Regions from separate parts of the Sus scrofa genome. Here region 2 is linked to region 1. The links are chromatin contacts, called in public Hi-C maps. All regions are on one chromosome and are shown on one strand. Each heading gives the region's core, a stretch centred on a gene start, on an enhancer-like site or on the middle of the called end of the contact. The rest is flanking DNA. Distances are from core to core; before and after follow the strand shown. Region 1 holds the start of MAP7D1 (MAP7 domain-containing protein 1). Region 2 holds the start of THRAP3 (thyroid hormone receptor-associated protein 3).

Evidence for each region. A called contact is a pair of places that touch in the nucleus more often than the background predicts.
Region 2: a contact with region 1 is called in a Hi-C map of liver, with 3 times the contacts expected there. The contact joins the promoter of THRAP3 here to the promoter of MAP7D1 in region 1. A contact is called at or near these places in 6 of 47 Hi-C or Micro-C datasets (embryonic fibroblasts, heart right ventricle, liver and 1 more) and 2 of 2 datasets of contacts at active chromatin or transcription factors (alveolar macrophages and skeletal muscle).

The regions. Positions count from the first base shown.
Region 1 is chr6:92,294,235-92,300,976 of Sscrofa11.1, forward strand. MAP7D1 (MAP7 domain-containing protein 1) reads left to right here and starts at 3,758. Exons shown (of 18, transcript XM_021095927.1): 1 at 3,758-4,989. The coding sequence starts at 4,944.
Region 2 is chr6:92,345,875-92,352,616 of Sscrofa11.1, forward strand. THRAP3 (thyroid hormone receptor-associated protein 3) reads left to right here and starts at 4,147. Exons shown (of 12, transcript XM_021095929.1): 1 at 4,147-4,270.

The sequences.
Region 1 (6,742 bases), core at 2,508-5,007:
AGTTCAGGTCATTTTCTCCCCCTCCCTCCCCTGTAACAACTACAGTCTGGTTCCAGGAAAAAAAAAAAAAGATCACCAGCGTTGGTAGCAGCCAGTCCTGGATTTTAATCCCAGCTTTGCCATTTTAGGCAAGTTGCTGGATCTCTCTCAGTTGTTGTGAAGATTGGTGAGACATGTATGCAGAGCACTTGGCACAAAGTAACTGTGCATTCCCTTTCTTCCAGCCACTCTCTAAAAACACAGCCCAGCAAACAGGCCCCAGAAATACCAAGGGAATGTGCTGGCCACACCCTCACCCATCACCAAGGCAAGTCCTGCAGTCCCAGACCATATAGCCCTTTGGTTTCACCTCCAGCCATCCCTCCCTGACTGGTCAATTCTGACAGAACTGGGCTGGGAGTCCAAGGAGCACCCTCTCCTCACTTAGGCCTGGTGGTCTGGCTCTGAGGCAGCTGCATTTTGCTGCTAGCCTTCACCATGATAACCAGCCTGCCCAGGCATGGCCAGCCTGGCTGGGGAAGGCTGGGGGGCCCGGCTGCTCAGCCTGAAAGACAGTACCCAGGATTCCCTCAGTCTCTCCCCCAGGGTGCAGGACTAACCATTATTACACTCTTCTCCCCGTGGCACAGACATTCTGGGGCCTCCCTAGAGGTAGTGACCTGTGACTCTCCTTCCTGTGTCAGTGCCTTGGCCAAGGGTTCTAGGAAGGAACACGATGGTCAGCTGGAGGTGGGGGTGGGGACGCTGGGGTGGGCTAGCCCCTGGAGGCCAGCAAAACTAGAGAAGAACCTCCTGCATTCCCAGGAGAGAGGACAGCTGAGGTGAAAGCTGCAGTTGGCTGGCCTGTCTGTCGGTCTGGGCTCCTCCCTGCCGGCTGCCCTTGGCTGCCCACAGAAACCTGAGTCACAGTCACGGCCTGCGGCCCGACCCCACCCAGCCTGCTGTCAGGCAGGGCGGTTCTGGAGGGACTGGAGGCGGAGCCTCTCCCTGCCCATCTTGCAACCTCTGAGATTCTTCCCCTCTCTGCTTGCAATTCCTCCTTTTGGCGACTTTTCCTTTGGGACGCCTCCTTGAAGAGTCACCAGTCTTGAATTAAGAGTGGGGGTGGGGTCTATCTCAGGCTAATCTCTAGGGTATCCTCCTGGCTCCTTAGCAACTTCACCAAGGGCTCTCATTCACAAATGCCAATCCTTCTCTAGCAACCCTGCAGCCAGAACTCTTTAGAAGACCAGGCATCCCCTCCCTACCCTCCTTGGCGGAAAAAAATGCAGCGGGCGTAACTTCCCATCCTTTAACAGGGACTCTAGACAAGGACACCCCCCCTCCGCCCCCGCCAACCCAAAGGCTTCAACCTATTTCGTCCTGGATAGTTCCTCCCCCTCCAATTCCTGTCTGTTACTTCCCCTCTGCAAGAACTGGACGGAGGGAGCACACACTGCAGCTGGTGTCTACGGCCGCCCTTGAGGGCATTCCCCACCCCCAGCCCCAGGGAAGGGGCCGTGGAGGAGAGGGCTCTCCAGCCAAGTGGTCTGGGTTAGAGACCCCCTTCTTGCTGCAGCACCCTGGGGGAGTTGAGAGTGCAAATCTCTCCCTGCCCCCACCATGAGGCCCCTCCTACTTCCTACTTTGTGGGTGTGGAGACAGCCTCCAGGGCCTTGGTCCCAATTGATACCTCTTTGTCAAACCTCCCAGTGGTTTCCTTCACTGCCAGCTTCATCCTGGACCCTGTCCCACCAAACCTAGGAGGTTATAAACACTCTTACACCTGTTCTCCCCCTGGTGGGATCAGGAAAGGGATGTATTTCTGAACCCCATTCAGCGACCTGCCCCCCAGCCCAGCTGCTCCAGCCCAGACTGACGACTCCAAGCCTGTTTCTGTGGAAGGGGAGGAGAACTGCCCCAGGCAGAAGGGGAGGCACAGGAAGGTGACAGCTCCTCACCGTTTACCTTAGAGGGCAGGGCATCCTGCTGGGGCCTCAGCCCATGATGTTGCAAGTGCTCCCCTTCTCCTTCTCTGGGATGTGTAATGTTTGGGGAACACGATCACTCAGCCCCAACCTCAGAGACACCCACTCTAAGCCCTGTCAGTTGCTGTGGCCTGGGGTCCACCAAGGATCCCGATCAGTTAGGAGGCAGATGGCAAGGAGTCCACTCCGACTGTCTGGTCTTACTGCAGCACTCACAGGACACGGGTGCTCTCCTGGCTCCCCTCAGTCATCCTCCCAGGACTCGATGCTGCCGACCCATCGGATGCATCCATCGGACGGACGTGTAGGAAGCCTTCTGAGGCTGGCCAGAGAATGTCAAGTTGCCTAACTCCCACCGCTAGCATCCTGTGAGGAGGTACAGGTGCCTCAGTCTAAGGAAGGGCTCCTCAACGTTGGCACCACTGACATTTGGGGCCTGATGGGTCTTTGTTCTGGGGGTGGTCCCGTGCCTTGCAGAATGTTAACAACCCTGGTGACTAAGTACTAGATACCAGTAACACCCCTAGTTACGACAACCACAAATGCCTCTAAATATTGCCAAATGTCCCTGGGGAGCAAAACTGCCTCTAGTTAAGAACCACTGAGTAGGCTAATACCCTACACTGTCTCTTTGCGGGAGCTCCTCAAAGTCAATCCCCCACCATTAGACACAATGGAGGATTTCCAGTTCTAAAGCCAATCCTTCCCCTTCCGAAGAACCTTCAGCAGCTCCCCAAGACCTCCACTGTATAGATCATGATGCCAATTGGCATTCAAATCCTCCTACATAGGCCATCCCTGGCCTATCCTTTCATTTTCAGCCATCCTTCCCCCCTCCGCTGCCCTGGAGCTCTAGCTAATGAGGGTACCTCACTATTCTCACCTATATATGTCTTTGTCCCTGCAACAGTCTCAAGATTGTGTATGGGGGTGAGGGAGAACCATCCCGGAAGGCCCTTCCCCTGTTGGATTCTGTTCCTGAATTCTGAGTCTAGTCACTGCCTGGGTCGGGGTGGGCAGGTTCAGCTCTGGAAGATGCAGGCCCTGAGGCCTCTGACCTCCCAAAGGTCAGTCCTGGGCTCCCTCATCCACAGGGTGACCTCACAAAGGACAGTCCTGGGCTCCATCATCCCCCTGGGGATCTTTATTGTCAGATAGGATGGCTGGCAATAAAGATGGGGGATCTGCTTCTCATCTTAATGCACTTGTATTTTTGAAGCTCATCATCATCACCACCCTTATTTATTCCTATACGCCAGGCTCAGTACTAAGCACTTCATCTGCGTTGCCTTAATCACCTTTACATCGACCCCATGTTCCCTCAATATAATTATCTTCCTGATTTTATGTGAGCAAACTGGGTTTCAGAAAAGTTAAGACAGTAGCTTAAGATGACCAGCTCTAGTTGCAGGCTTTCTATCATTATCCTTTGCTAATGTTTTCGGACTGGGGAAGGTAGTATTTTCCCTCCAGGGCCCTCCCAAGAAGGGTCGGGCCCCCAACTACTCATTCCTCCCAGGACAGTCAGCTCCCAGGTGGCCTGAGACTCAGACTCTTTTGTTCCCAACCCTCCGCCTTGAAATGGCTGCTCTCTGGAGCTGCTCAAAGGAGGCACTGGCGGGAAAGGGGAGGGGGACAGAGGACAGCATATCGCTGGGCCTAATCTTTGGGCAACGGAGAACCAGACAACTGACCTTCTGGAGGTCAGGACAAAGGGCAGGGATGGGGTGGCCAGGGCCCAGCTGCGCCTCCTCCTTCCTCCCCTCTGTCAATCCCTGCAGCACCATCATCGATCCACCTTCCCAGCAAGCTCCCAGCTCTCTGCTCAAGCTGGGCCTGACTCGGCTTGAGGCCCCACCTCAGCTGGCACTAGCAAGGGGATTGGGGGATCGATTCCCCAGGCCTGGGAAATAGGACTACTTTGGGGGAGGGGAGTCAGAAGGGACTTATTGCCTCCTTCCACAGGACACAGGGGAGAAAAATCCTTTCGGAGAACCTGGAGGGGTCCTCTGATGGGGCTGGGGGTGGTTCAGAGCCTGGACCACCCAGTTTGGAGCCGGGAGAGACCCAGAAGATTAGAGACTTGGGTAAAGCAGTGGTGCAGGTCTGTAATTACCCCAGAGGAGCAGGGAAGACACCAACTGTGGGATGATGGAGGAAGGGCAGGCGTAAAGGTTCCCGGGCCTCTCCCCACCCCAGCCATCACCGGGGGAGAGAAAGCATAGCCCTTTTAGGGAGCTTCTTGTGACCCTCCTTCAGGTCTCCCCACGTTCCCAGGTGAATTTATTGGAGGTGGGCTTGGGAGAGAATGTAGACTGGAAGCTGCCGCTGAGATCCCCAGAACCGGAGCTCCCAGGCTCCAGGGTGGGATTGGGGGTTCCCATCCCGGCTCCCCCCTACTCCCCTCAGTCCCAGCGGCGGGTGAGTCACCAAAGCGCTCCCTACATAGTCGGCTCACGCTGCGGCGCATACCAACGCGCGGCCGCGGGGGAGGCAGCTGGACGGGCGTTCTCCGGGTGTCGTGGCGTCCCCTCCACCGCAGCCCGCATTAGAGGCGTCCCCAGGCTCGAGGTCCCGCGCCCCAGGACGGGGGCGGGGCGCGCGCGCGGCCGCTCAGTGCTCCGGCGCTGCGGGGGCGGCTCTCCCCGCGTCGCACTTGGTACGCGCCGGCGGGGAGGCCAGGCCCAGCCCGGGCGGTACAATAGGGTTGGGCCGCGGCCGGGACTGGGCCGGCGACTGGCAAGGAGCAGAATCGCGGCCGGAGCCGGCAGACACTGGGCGGCCGGCGAGTCCGAGCCCGCAGGCCACCAGCCGAGTCAGCCTCGACCTTCTCCGGAGCTCCCTCCACCTCCGAATCGTTGCCCGCCGGGCCGGGCCGGGCGTGATGCGCCGCGGGACCCCTATCTTGGCCGCCGGCCGCCGCCGCCGTCGCCGCTGAGACCCCCGAGATACCCCCCCAGCCGTAACGCCGCAGCCATGGAGAGCGGCTCGCGTTCGGAGCCGGGTGCCGGCGCACCCCCAGGTATGCCAGAGGATAGATGGGAGAGGGGCATCTAGGGGCCTCGGGAAGGCCGAGGATGAGGCCGGCCCGCTCAGCGGGGACCCCTCCCTCGCCGCGCCCTCTGACCACTTGGAAGTTTAAAAATAAAGGCTGTGGCGGCGTCGGCGGCTCTGGGCCACAGACGCATCTTCTGACAGCTGCCCCCTCCCCCACCCCGGGCGCTGGGAAGGCCTGAGCGGCGGGGTCCGCCGGGACCCTGCTGTGGAGTTGCTGGTGACCCTTCTGCCCCCGTCCAGTGTCACCTCAGCTTCCCTGCCTCTACCCACCTTCCCAGTCCACCCCAGGCCTTGAAGATCTTCTTCTCCCGAGTGGGGCGTCTGTCCCCCTCCCCATCCCTGATGGGCACGTGTGACCCCTGCCTGGATGTGTGTGTCGGGGGTCCAGATTTTCAGGCCGGAAGCCTTGCATACCGAAGCCTAGGCCCTGGCGCCCCCCACGCCCAGGCCCTGGCCCAGACCTCGCCCCCACCCCATCCCTCCAGCTGCCGCGCAAAGGGCCTGTTGCTGCAGAGGGCTGGCCGGGAGGGGAGGCGAGGGGGAGGTCTCTAGCGGCGGCTGCCAAGTAACCCGCCGGATAAAGGCGAGGGGGAGGGGGAAGCGGCATTGTTTGGGGCGAGGGCGGGAGCTGGGGAGTGGGCTGATTCCCCTGCAGCCTGGCCTACTCTGGAGCCCACCCAGTCCGATTTGGGGAGGAGGGGGCCAGAAGTAAATCTGTCCATCCTGTCGTCCTCCTTTTCAGCCTCTCTGGGTCTGAGGCTTTCCCTGGAGAATGTACGAGGCCGGCACTCCAGGGACCTGCCACATCATTCCTCAGCCTGAGGCCTCAGATACCTACCTTCTTTTGACACACACACACACACACACACACACACACACACACACTCCCCCCCCCCCCCCCTTCAAAGCTCTCCTCTCTCCTCCCCTCACCCCACCAACCACCAGTGCCGGGACTTCTGCAAATCCCATTCGGATCTGGGAGCAGCTGATGAGGGGGTGGGGACAGGTTTCTGGTTGGGCCTGGGGTTGGAGGGAGGGATTTCTCTTTCTCTTTCTTCCTGGAAAGGGAGGGAAGAGCATGATTACTGAGGACCCGAGTTCTGTTCCCACTGACTCAGGGGGGAGGTGGCCCCAACCCCACACCTCCAGAGAGTCCTAGAGCCTAATCCCTGTCACCTCCCTGCCCCCTGGGGTGTAGGCCCAGGATGAAACAGTGTCTATGGGTGCGGAGAGCCCAGGACAAGGTGGAGCCGCTTGGCTGTGGGTGGGCTCCTCCCCATGCCAGTGTGGGTGCTTCAGGGGGACCCTGTGGGTATGGGAGCTGACGGACGCAGAGGGGAGCTTATCAGACTGGTGTAGTTTGGGAGGTTTGGAGGCTGTGCTGGAACAATGGCACTTGGGTCTGTTTTGGCCCTGCTGAGCCTGAGAGGGGACATTCAGGGAGGCCTAGCCTGGGCCCCTTCCATCTGCTTTTTGGCCCTCTGCAGCTGAGGGTCCCTGGCACTGTGTGTACATCGGGGCCCGAATGGAGGTGATTACTGGGCCATAGATGACGGCTGGGGTAGGTGGCTGGTCTACAAGTAGGGCATATAAGTCGGATATTGGGGCTGAATATGAGGGCACGGGTGGAATACTTGAGGGGCCTGGGTGGGTCCTGCATACGGGGTCCTGGATTGGGCGGACTCTTCTATACACAGGGGCCAGAATGGACTTACGTG
Region 2 (6,742 bases), core at 2,897-5,396, 52 kb after region 1:
TAAATAAATAGGAAATATATTTAATCTTTTAAAAAAGGAAATCAGAATCCCTCTCCTGCTTAAACTTCTCCATGGCTTCCCATTACTCTCAGAGTAAAATCCAAAACCCTCAACTTGGAATAACAGACTCTGTAGGACCTGGCTCCCTATGGCCTCACTAGGATCACTGTGCTTCAGTACCTATGACACGCCAAAGTCAAGGACGGGCCTAACGATACTTAGAATGTGCTGAGTTCCTTCAGGTCACAGGACTTGCCCCCATGTTTCTCCTTCTGGAATGCTCTTCTCCAATTCTCAACCTGCTCAACTGCAAATCTATGGGTCTGTTCCTCAGGGAAGCCTCCTCTAACCTTCTAGCCTAGGTCAGAACCTTTGGATTCTATGTCCAGAATCAGCACACTTTTTCTGCAAGGGGCAGAGAGTAAATATGTTAGGCTTTTCAAGTCAGAGTGTCACGACTACTCAACTCAGGGTCATAGCAGCCATAGACAATATGTCAACAAATTTGAAGGTGCTGGAGTTCCCGTCATGGCACAGTGGAAATGAACCCGACTAGGAACCGTGAGGTTGCAGGTTCGATCCCTGGCCTTGCTCAGTGGGTCAAGGATCTGGCGTTGCCCTGAGCTGTGGTGTAGGTCGTAGACATGGCTCAGATCTGATGTTGCCACGGCTGTGGTGTAGGCTGGCAGCTGTAGCTCTGATTAGACCCCTAGACTGGAGACCTCCATATGCCACAGGTGCGGCCCTAAGAAGACAAACAAACAAGTTTGTGGATGCTGAACTTTGATTTTCATATATACTTTTCACATGTCTTTTGATTTTTTTTCAACCATTTAAAAATGTAAAAATTTCTGGAGTTCCCTGGCGCAGTGGTTAACGAATCCGACTAGGAACCATGAGGTTGCGGGTTCGGTCCCTGCCCTTGCTCAGTGGGTTAAGGATCCGGCGTTGCCGTGAGCTGTGGTGTAGGTTGCAGACGTGGCTCAGATCCCACGTTGCTGTGGCTCTGGTGTAAGCCGGCAGCTACAGCTCTGATTGAACCCCTAGCCTGGGAACCTCCATATGCCGCTGGAGCAGCCCAAGAAAAAAAAGACAAAAAAAAAAAAAAAGTAAAAATTTCTAGCTTCTGGCCATGCAAAAACAGGAGGTAAGCTAGAACTGGTCCCTAGGTCATAGTTTGCCAGCCCCTGTTCTGTGTTGCCATACACACACACATATATGTACACATGTATGAGTATGTTTATATATATATACATATAAAGCATATACTTTCCTGTGTTGCCCTTATCACAAGTAGTAATTAATTATGCATGTGATAGACTCCTCTTTTTTTTTTTTTTTTTTTTCCTTTTTCGGCCACCCCGAAGCATATGGTGTTCCCAAGCCAGGGATTAGATCTGAGCCAGAGCTGCAGCAATGCCAGATCCTTAACCCTCTGTGCTGGGCTGGGGACTGAAGCTGTGTCCCAGGGCTCCAGAGATGCCACTGATCCCATTGTGCTGCATCGGGAACTCTTCCTTAATGTCTATCTTAATGTTGTCTCCCCAGTTAGAAGTATGCTCTGTGAGGATAAGAACCATATTTATTTTTTTTACCATCTCCTCCTGAGCTTCTAGCACAGGGCCTAACCCATAGTAGTTGCTTAATAAAGGAATGGAGGCGTTCCTGTCATGGCTCAGCTGTAACAAATCTAATTAGGATTCATGAGGATGTGGGTTGAGGATCCTGAGTTGCTGTGGCTGTGGTGTCAGCCAGCAGCTGTAGCTGATTCGACTCCCAGCCTGGGAATTTTCATATGCTGAGCTTTCAGCCCTAAAGAAACCAAAATAAATAAATATAAATAAATGAAATAATAAAGCGTTCTTTTCCTTGAGGAGCTCCAAGCTTAGTGGAGAATATAGATGTGTAAACAATTAACTGCACGATTAATTAGGTAATGCTTATCAGACAAAAGAATTCGGTTTTTTGGCAGGTTTAGTTTGAGATACCAGTGGGAAATCAGAATGTGGTGACTTTCAAACATCTGGACCTGAGTTCATGCTAAGATGTAGATAAGGGAGTAAAATGCACAGAAGAGATGTAAAAATTACCCGAGTGTGCCAGATCACTTAAGCAGAGAGGTCACTCTGGGAGAGAGGCTGGAATTGTGGGGCAAGTTTCTGGGTCAGGGAAGGGGCAGAAGTAGGAGAGAGGTAAGAAGAGTCATTCAGCACAGAAGTGTTTCAGAAACCAAGAGGAATGACTTTTTTCTTTTTTCTTGTCATTTTAGGGCCACACCCTCGGTATATAGAGGTTCCCAGGCTAGTGGTCCAACCATAGGTGTAGCCTCTGGCCTATGCCAGAGCCACAGCAATACAGAATCTGAGCCACGTCTTCGACTTACACTACAGCTCACAGCAACACTGGCTCCTTAACCCACTGAGCGACGACAGGGAGCGAACCCTCATCCTAATGGATGCTGGTCAGGTTCGTTAACCAATGAGCCACGATGGGAACTCCATGAGTATACATTTTTTTATCTACCTATTTTACCACTTTATTCCTAGTATTTTGCACTGGGCATAGCCTATAGTAGGTACTCAGAAAAATCTGTGAATTGAAAATTAAATTGGAGTTCCTGTTGTGGCTCTGCAGGTTAAGAATCCTACTAGTATACATGAGAATGTGGGTTTGGTCCCTGGCCTTGCTCAGTGGGTGAAGGATCTGGCATTGTTGTGAGCTGCAGAGTAGGTTGCAGATGAGACTCATCTTGCATTTCTGTGGTGGTGGTGTAGGTCAGCAGCTGCAGCTCTGATTCAATCCCTAGCCTGGGAAATTCCATACGCTGCAGGTTCGGCCCTATAAAGGAAAAAGAAAAAAAAAAGAAAGAAAGAAAATTAAATTGAATCAGAATCTTTTAAGAAGCACTACACAGCATGCAGCTCACAGTAAGTGCTCAAAGAAGGAAAAAAAAGAGTAAGCAGTGAGGCCAGTAAGCATGAAGGCTGATGGTGGCACTAAGATTTGAGTTGAGCCTGGTGAGTTTTTCTTGCAGGAAAGGCAGATTCCTTCAATATCTTTTCACATTTATTCTGTTTACTTTGCCCTGGGGATGCAGAACTCCAGCAAAACAGATCTCTGTTCTCAGCTCACAGTCTGATGGGGAAGACAAACACAGTTCTTGATAACTATAAAATAAGATGGAAAGGTACTATGGGAGGACAGGGACCAGGAGGAGCTAGTAAACTTGGAGAGCTTCACAGAAGGGGTGATTTTTGAGCTCAGTCTTAAAAGATTCAAGTTCAGTACAGCGGGAATTCTAGCGGAAACCAGCCTATGCAAAAACCCCGTGGAAAAGCCCTGGCTCTCAAACTTATATGTGCAAAAGAATCACTAGAGAGGTTTGCTTATTATGCACATTCCAAAGCTGTACTTCCCAGGAAACCTCTGGTTCAATAGGTGATGGCATCCATTTTAACGAGCTTCACAGGAGAACACTTTCCGAAAACCCCTTTACTGAAAACCTCTTTACCTACTCCCTTTGTCACGGAAGTGGGGGGGAGCGGTGGCGGGAGACGAGTTTGGAGAGAGCTTTGCCCAGGTGGGCTTCTGGGTCTCCATAGGAAGTCACACAATCACAAAAACAACTTCGTTTTGAGGCGCGCTTTCAGGAGACTAGACGCTTTCCTTGCGCCTTACTTTCTCGGAGCCTCACAATTCAGCGGAGTAGAAATTACGAGCCTCATTTCCTTGGGGAGGAAATTGAGGCTCAGAGAGGGGAGAAGATTTGCTCAAGGTCACAAAGCGAGAGGTGGCAAGGCAGACACCCAACGCCAAGCGAGCGGATTCACACTTCAGGCTTTTCCACAACGCAGGCAGGCCACGAGTAGGTGGGGCTCAGGCCCTCCCTACAGGATGGTTCCAAAATGGTGGGGGCCCTGGCGTCAGCAACGCCCCCGCCCCTTCCGTCCACCTCCCTCCTTCTTCCCCAGGCCACCCAGGCGGGGGGAGGGGGGATTGGAGCAGCCCACGTGACTGCCAACAACCTGGCTCGTGACGCAAAGCGGCGGGCCCAACACTCGCCTTGCCTTGTGGGAAACGTAGTTCCGTAGACCGTCAAGTTGGCTTGAAGGGCCGGGCCTAAGACTACATTTCCCAGGAGGCCGCGGGGCGACGCCGCCGCTACCGCCGTCAGAGAGCGCGGACGCGGGGCGCGCTGTCGGGCGGGGGCGAGGTTCGGGCCGGTTGTGCCGTTGCGAGGCTGCAGCTGCGATCGCTGCGGTGGGCCCAGGTAAGTGAGGGCCCTTGATCGGGATTGGGGCAGCTCAATCGGTTTTAGTCATTTCGTTTTTTAGCTTTTCTCTGCGGTTGCTGGCTCAGCGTTCTCTGGCAGGCCCTGGCGCGGAGCCGCTCCCCCGCGCCTACCCCCCGGCCTCCTCTGAGCGGGCCCCGCTCTCTCCGGCTCCTCCCCCTCCCCGCCCTTCAGGGCTTCCCCTTGCTCCGGCCTAGATCCCGACGTTCGGGGCCGCCTTTTCTCCGGAGCAGCTTCTACCCTTTTTTGCTTCCTTGAAAGCTGCCAGGGAGAGGCCTTCATTTCCTTCATCTCCCCCTTTAGTCGGATGAACCCCATTATTTGGATTTCTCCTTTTCCCGGAACTCTTGAGTACCCTCCCCCCCACTTAATCTCCATTGGCCTGGTTCTGTCTTCTAGGGCGCATGTGGTTGGCACTCAATAAATGTTAGTACCTCTTCCGTTCCTTTCTGCCTTGTGGCCAGAGGAGGCATAGTCCAAATTTATCAGCCACGGGAACATTTGTGCGCCCACTTTCATTTCAGTCTCTTGGACTGGAGGTGAGGCCGACTTGCCTTCCTTTAGTCATCCATCGGCTTGTGTTCTGCTTCAGTGAGGTAATTTTCTTCGCCTTCCCTAGCACCCAGGGAACTTTTATCAGCTGTTCTCTTGGAGTTAATCTTAGGGCAGAAGCTGGCAAGTAGCGCTGGCGCCCAAAAGTTCGAAGCCATTAGTGGTAGTACAGTGTTTACGGGGAGGTTATTAATTGGATTGAAGGAAACACCTGAGAGTGTATCCGAGCCTGGCAAGAGAGAGCCAATGAAGATTCTGGTGGCAGCATAACAGAAGGATCCCGGAGCCATCTGCCCGAGTTCAAGTTAGGTTTCAAGTCAAGGGGCTTCACTTCCAAGTGTTCTTATCTGCAAAATAGTGATGAGTAACAGTGGCCACTTTATAGGGTTACTGTGACGATTAGATGAGCTAAGCTGAAAACCGCTTAGCTCGTTACCGACAATAGTATTACGTACTATTATCGTTATCACCACTTTTAGGATTTATAGATTGTGGGACCGCAGTGGAAAGGCCTTTATCACATCATCATTTTCTTTCCCTTTCAGATGGCCTTCCCTTCCCTAGTTTGTGGAAATACTGTTTCTTGTAGTCTGTCCTGTTATCTAGATGACCCGATGTGTGTATTATTATATAGTTAGAAACCTATTAAAGAGCCAAAAATGGCTGCTGCCATGAACAACTTGTGTGACAAATTGGGCTTAGTTTATTCTCTGCTGGAAAATTTGTGAACAAGTGTACATATCTAAGCGATACCAAAATTTTTTTTTCCTGCACCCATTTAGACTTTATTGTATTTTGCAAAAGAGGTCAATTGAAGTTTCTGTAAGGAACCGTTTAACTAAAAGCCTTTATGTACAGTACAGTTCCATCTCTTTGTGTTTTAAATCTCTTAGCGCCAGTGAAAAATCTCTGGTTTGGGGGACTGATGGTTTTATGTGTGTATGTGTCTTTTTAGGGCTGCACCCATGGCATACAGAAGTTCCCAGGTTAGGGGTCAAATCAGAACTGTAGCCTTTGGCCTATACTACAGCCACAGCAAGCCATATCCGAGCCGTGTCTGCAACCTACACCAAAGCTCACCGCAACCCCCAATCCTTAACCCACTGAGCGAGGCCAGGGATAGAACCTGCATCCTCATGATTAGTAGTCAGATTCGTTTCCGCTGAGCCACAACGGGAACTTTGGGACTGATGTTTTTAGTCTGCAGGCTAGGTACAGTCTGATTTTAGCGGTAGTGGTGGTAATAGTAGTAATAATAGCAGCAAGGGCAATCGTAGTAATTCTTTAGCATGTTTCATTTGTTCTTTAACACCAGTCTTTTTGGGGGGGGGGCGCACCCATGGCATATAGAGGTTCCCAGGCTAGAGGTCAATCGGAGCTGTAGCCCACAGCCACAGCAACACCTGATCTGAGCTGCATCTGCCACCTACACCACAGCTTGTGGCAAAGCCGGATCCTTAACCCACTGAGCAAGGCCAGGGATGGAACCTGCATCCTCATGGATCCTAGTCAGATTCATTTTGGCTGAGCCACAACAGGAACTCCTTAGCATATTACTTAATGACATAGCTAGTACAGGTACTTTTTGAATTTTGTTTAGTCAGTGAATTTATGGATTACAGAGTGTCCTATATTGCATTGAGCCATTAGAGGGCGGCAGCTTGGAGACTAGCACTGAGATGAGGAGGGATGAGGCTGACAAGAGCGCATAGAATATATGACTTATTAATTTTTTTTTGAACGGATAGACTTAACCACTAAGAATCTTATGGTGTTAGCCTATTTCTCTTGGGCATAGTGACATCCTGAATTGAAGGAAGTATGGTTAATGCTATGCTCTCAAATGTTAGATTTTGGTAGGCTGCTTCACATGCTCATTGTGTAAACGTCTGAGACAAA